Linked DNA regions of Mus musculus: region 2 is linked to region 1. A link is a contact called in public HiChIP or PLAC-seq data. All regions are on one chromosome and are shown on one strand. The core of a region is the stretch at or near the end of the contact, and the rest is flanking DNA. Distances in the headings are between cores, read along the strand shown.

Region 1 (3,059 bases), core at 193-2,692:
CCTATTACAAGTCTATCCCCTGATGGACCTAAGGACTGATAAACGTCAACTCTTTACTGGTGTCCATGCAAAGCTCTTCTTGGTACAGATCTAAGCAAAGAGAGAAACACAAACGTGGTCAAGGGCACTTCTGTTCCTGCTTGCTCTAGCAGCCAGTATTGGGATGTATTGTACCTTTATCCACTTTCGGAAATGCCAGAGGAAATTCTTCCCTGCAGGAGCTTGTGTCTAACTTGAAAGCTTACAAAGCCATGTGTCCTATACATTGATTCCAGGGATCATCAACATCAGAAGACGCCTTTACATATAAAGTGTTCTTCAAGACTTTCCTCCATCTGCACACTCTCCCAGATGGCCATACGGTGTGGGTGACTCTGAGTGAACGCTGAGGTCCTACATGAGTCCCAGTGAATCATCAGTTCATATCTTTGATCTCAGGTTTTATCTTTAAAGTAGCGATAAAATAAAATTGCATCTCTTTTCTCTTCCACCCCCACATTTATCATCGAGGTTAAATCTTCCTTCTTTAGCCTTTCAGCTCAGCTCCTCCCTTCTTAGTTGTGATTGTTACCTGCATCTAATCAGGAAGTAATTTTCCATTGCAATCCCTGGTCCTCTGGAATTGGTGTTTTTGTTTTGATTGACAGTTTACCAGTCCTCTGCCTTCCTGAAAAGGAAGATGTCCCCTTTGTCCTTTGTATGCCTCTTCCATCTGGCACAGAGTCTGGTGCCTGATAGAAGTGTAATTAGCAAAACAATGTGTGATCATTCTCACAATCAGAATTAATATCAGAGGCTGGCGCTGAGTAGGTGACTAAAAAACACTGCTGATTTATTTTTTTTTTTTTTTAGTGCAAATCACACTTTAAACATATATTTTATTTTGTTTCTGCCTACTGAAATCACAGGAAAGAATAGCGTGGATTTGGAACAACTTTAATTTGGACTGTCCAAGTCAAGAAAAAAAAATGTGGCTGCGATAAGAAACTGGCCTGAATAACTGGAAGAAAAAAATACACCTTTTAGACATTTAGGGAATAAAATACCCATGGTTAAAGACAAAGCTTAATAAATACAAAGTTGTGATTGCCAGCTTTGTTCATTTGCATCTCTCAAGCCGCCAATGGGGCTTCTTTTAATACTGCTGGTGGAGGCGATTCCTTTCCGTGTTTACCATAGCCCTCCCCTTCCTTTTCACAATTCAGGAATTATTTTAACGGTGCCTTTCCAATCAGCCAGTCCAAATATCCTCTTGTTAAATATTTCGGGGGCCTGTACTTGAAGAAAGACAAGATTTTCTCAAATCTGTGAACAGGACACTTTTTTAAAATGTCAAAATAAACCATCTGCTTGTACAACTGTTTCTAATTACTTCCCTGCCTAGACTCTCCACTGGAGGAGTTTGGCACCCGCACCCCGCCCAAAGCGGATCCACTGCCCAAGTCTTCGCAGGCAACTGAGCTTCCAGGAGGAGCCCAGAACCTGTGAGCTCCGCTATCCCAAGTCCTTCTGCCTGGACATCTGCTGGTGACACTTCCTCCTGCTGCCTCGGGTGGAAGCCCCACCTAGCAGCAGTGCAGCTGGTCTGCCCTCCCTCCTGCAGAGCTCAGCATGCATCCTCCAGGCTTCAGGAACTTCTTGTTGCTGGTGTCCTCCCTTCTCTTCATTGGGCTGTCAGCTGCTCCTCAAAGCTTCTTACCATCTCTGAGGTAAGTTTGGTTTATTGTTGTTTGAGACACACCTGCCCTGCCGTGGGTAGCAGAATTCAAGCTTACAGATGACTGTCACAAGCCAAGAGCAGTTACTAAGTGGGACGTTAGATTAACAGTTTTCAACCTGTTCTGCCTTTTCTTTCCTTATATCTAACTTTAATGTTGCTTCATAATCTGTTCATTCACTTTTCCTTTGGAAAATTACTCATTGAATAAAGCGGATATCATTTCTCCCCCTGCAAATACATGTTAGGGTTTTTTTGTTTTTGTCGTTACTTTTACTTACCTCAAGTCAAAGATGTACTTATGCACACTTGTCTGATCCCATAGCCTGTAAGGCAGTCTTCTTTCCACTTTTTAATATAGCACCCGCTTGATGGCCCTGTCACACCTTGCATTGCATTTTGAAAAAGGCAACAAGTTCCATTCCAACTTTTAAAACATAGACTACTTAATGTCTGCTTCAAGTATAATTTAAAAGCATTACTTCCTACCATATGTATGATACATTAAACTTTTTCTATACATTCCTCTCTTTATTTTTACCAAGTAATCTCCCTCTAGCTATTAGATAGCAATGAGCGCTTTTTAAAGAGAAAGAACAAAAAGCCAGCCAAGGATCATACTTCAGACTAATTTGCATTTAATCAAAATGTGCATTTAAGATTCAGTGGCAATCCGCCAAGGAGCAAGAGGCCGTCGCCTCTGTCTACTGGAAGGTGCTATTTTTAGTCGTGTTTAAAACAACCTTTCAGAGGCTTGCTTGGCCCACAGAGAAATGAGGCTGCAGGCCTCTTCTCCACCGAGTGTGGGCTGGGAGTAGAAGGGGCGGGGTCTGTGTCTGACTGTGGCCTAGCTGTGGCCTTTCTTATCTCCTGCAGAAGCCTGTCGGGCGCCCCCTGCAGGCTGTCCCGGGCAGAGTCCGAACGCAGATGTCGTGCACCTGGGCAGCCCCCAGGGAGCGCTCTGTGCCATGACCGTGGCCGGTGCGAGTGTGGGGTCTGCATCTGTCACGTGACCGAACCTGGCACCTACTTCGGTCCACTGTGTGAGTGCCATGAGTGGATATGCGAGACCTACGACGGGAAAACCTGTGCAGGTAATGCAGAGGCGCTGTTTGTTCCCTAGGGAGTCACCTGCATCCAGTTATTACTATCAGAGGTCATGCTTCTATGAATTTTTGGCATCATTTATTACAATATTTCTTTTCTTCTGGGACTCTCACTTAAGTGAAAACTATAAATATAAGCCTATATTATATGCTTATAAAATATAATAACAAACATATATGTATATATAAATATATTAGATATAAACATATATTGAAATATATATATAAATATGTAT
Region 2 (3,059 bases), core at 153-2,652, 1.0 Mb after region 1:
TTTCTTATGTAATATACTGCAAGTTTCCCTGGTTGGAGCCCTTTGGAATAGGGCGCATGATCGCCAGGAGGCATAAGGCAAGGACCCTCTCTGTTCGTCCACACACACATAGTGTGGGACCCACACGTAAGGTTTCCACGCTGGTTTTTAAAAGAAGGGACTTAAATGTCATATACTAGAGAGACTGAGCTTGTCCTCTGGGTCCTGGTTCCCCTAGGCACAAGCCCTGCTCCCGTGTTCAGTGTTCTCAGGCTGGATGTGTCAGAGGCAGACTAGGGAATGAGTTAATAGCACCCAGAACTAGACGGGGGAGGGAGGCGGGGGCTGACGGAGGATCCAGGCCGTGAGGGAGGGGGGCGCTTTTACTTTGCTAAAGGTGATGGGGTGGCGAATATTGTGCAAGCTAATCAGAAAGTCTAAAGCTATGTCCCCAGAGGAGCAGAAGTAAGGCAAGCTCTTGGCTCTTTTTCCTGGCACAGCCATAGCCATAAGCCCTTCTATATTCCACCAGACATTCACTTAGTGGGGGATAAAAAAAAGTTTCCTCCTCCCTCCTAATGATGGATTGTGTCACAGCTAAGAGCTGTTGATCACGGTTTTCGGGTCGGGAGGACGCAGATCCGGCGGTGGCTACTTGTTTATTCATGCAACACCTCTGTATGCAACACTGTCCGGGTTTCTTGCATGTTCCCCGGCCTCCTGCATAGCAAAACTGCAGACCTAGCTCCGTGAGCAACAGACGGATATTACCAGGAAAAACAGAATATGATGCATGCTTTGCTTACCAGTTGGGTTCTTGTTTTTCTTAAGACTCTTGCCACAAAGACACTGCAGCATATGCGTTCCTTTGCTGAAAATGTTCCAAAGAAACCACATTGATTTGGGCGAAAAGCAACCCAGCAGCTTAGACACCCTGAGAAAGAAGAGGCCCTTGTGGTTGCATAATAATAACTTGAAATCAGTTCTCCTGAAGAGGGGCACCGGTTTTACCATAGGAAAAACGTTAATATTCCGGATCTTCTCCCAGTTTTTTCCCCTCACGTGGTATATCTCTTTGAGACTTCTCAGCGATTGTTTTTTGTCGGCCAGGGTGAATGATTTATCCCCTCTTGATCACCACTGGATCATGACCAAAGGGTTGGAGAGAAAAAAATCCTTTTTCACATGAAGCCAAACAAAAAAAAGCAAAGAAATCCCAACCGAGACCAGAACTAACCAGGGAGAACAGTAATGCACAAAAGATCCCCAAAGAGAAAATCATAGCCTTTTACTAAATGGAACTGAAGATGGGCGGATCTGCAGAAGGCAAGCCGGATTCATCTTAGCGAGAGAAGACTGCCATTGTGTAGCCCCTAGGAGAGAAGGGGGGAAAAAAAAAGAAAAAAGAGAAAAAGAAAAAAAAAAAGAAAGAAAAAAAAGAAAGAAAAAAATGAACCACCACCACACACACTCTCACACCAATACAACCTCCAAGACGAGTCTGGCTGCCAAAGATTGAGCCTTCCTTCTCCCGCGGTCAATTTTTTCTTTCTTTCTTTCTTTCTTTTTTTTTTTTTAAACAAGCAATCGCCAGAGCTCCGTAGGATCGGACTGAACCTGCAGTTCTCAGTCACGAAGAGAAGATGTAATGTAGGTGCCCCCTCCCCTTTTCAGTCTCGTAGTAGGTAGAAAGCGCCACAAATCTCCTTCCTCCTTCCCTACACTCTTCCTTCCAGTCTCCAGCCACCGTAAGCATGAGGAAAATCTCCCCTCCAGATTCCTCGCCCAGCCTCGGCTGTGAGTTACAGGCATTAGAGGGAGGAGGAGGAGTTGAAGTTTGCATTGAAAAGACTGGCTTTCCATGACGTAGCCACGTGCTTTCAGACCCGTCACCAGTGAGGTGCCTCAACCAGCCCTGGGAGGGACTGTCACTGCAGTGTGTGCCACCCCTCTGAAGCGCTCCCCTCCACCAACCCCAGCCCTGCTCCAGCCCAACCCCAGAGACCCTCTTCCTTCTCTCCCAGCTCATAGGCCTGCTGCTGGCTCTCAGAGCTAGCCTCATCGCCTTCTGCTAAAAGCGAATTTTAAAATTACAATTAACAATTATAATGAGTAAACCTTAGAAAATATATAAAGGAGGAGTTTAATGCCATTGCACACAGACAAAACCAACTCCACTCTCCATCTTCCAAAGTAGCATGAACTCTTCTTAGATATTAAGGAAAACTCAGGTACCTTTATTTTTTAGAATGTGACTCTAACTTACCATGCTCATGGAAAAATATAAACCAGGTTGATGGCAAATACACATTTTTAGAAAGTCTGGTAAAAGGACAAGCACCAAATTCTGGATGGAAAAGCATATTAGTGGGGAGTGTCGTTTGTACAGGACAATATTTATGCCTTTTCTAGACAGTCCATTCCCTTGAAATACTTTTCTGGACAGAAAGTATTCTGATTAGCTCATGATCTAACCAGTGGCTTATTTCTGGCTGCTAATTTAATCGGCATCAAACTCACTCTTTACAGTTCTCTATTCCTATCACACAGACTACAGTATCTCCCAACAAAATGGGTACAATCTAATTCAGTATTGTATGTATACAGAAAATCTAAGGATTTGGGGCAGATCTGCTGGGGTGTTTTGTTTTTGTTTTGTTTTGTTTTGCTTTGTTTTGTTTTGTTTAAGGAGCAGACAGTATTGTGTACAAGGCAGTACAGACTAATACAAAGAACAATATGACAAACAGCAGTGTTCTTACTAAGAATATAAGAGTTGGTGCCAATTTCTATGTTTGAGCTGAGAATCTAGGACTAGAGAAACTGACCACTCTCACTCTCCTTTAAGTATGTTAAAGTTATGCATTAAACTATAATTTAAAAGTTAACCCTATCTTTAGCTGTTAGCTTAGAAATTCCAGGTTATTTGTTAAAAAAAATTAAAACTACGACCTTTACCATGAAACTGTCTCTTAAGTAGTAAGTGTGTAGTAGATAAATCTTTAAGGAATTGAAGATTGTTTAAAGAGACTAGCTTATAAAATCTCTTTATTATTATTGTCCATAAAAATAATAAACAT

What was found. HiChIP or PLAC-seq counts read pairs in DNA pulled down with a chosen protein or histone mark.
Region 2: a contact with region 1 is called in an H3K4me3 HiChIP or PLAC-seq map of embryonic forebrain, with 3 times the contacts expected there. The contact joins the promoter of Fgf14 here to the promoter of Itgbl1 in region 1. A contact is called at or near these places in 3 of 39 promoter capture datasets (hippocampal neurons, pre-B cells and stem cell-derived epiblast-like cells) and 2 of 115 datasets of contacts at active chromatin or transcription factors (astrocytes and embryonic forebrain).

Annotation. Positions count from the first base shown.
Region 1 is chr14:123,658,698-123,661,756 of GRCm38.p6, forward strand. Itgbl1 (integrin, beta-like 1) reads left to right here and starts at 1,443. Exons shown (of 11, transcript NM_145467.2): 1 at 1,443-1,709; 2 at 2,594-2,811. The coding sequence starts at 1,612.
Region 2 is chr14:124,675,725-124,678,783 of GRCm38.p6, forward strand. It overlaps Fgf14 (fibroblast growth factor 14), which reads right to left and starts at 1,403. Exons shown (of 5, transcript NM_207667.3): 1 at 786-1,403. The coding sequence starts at 993.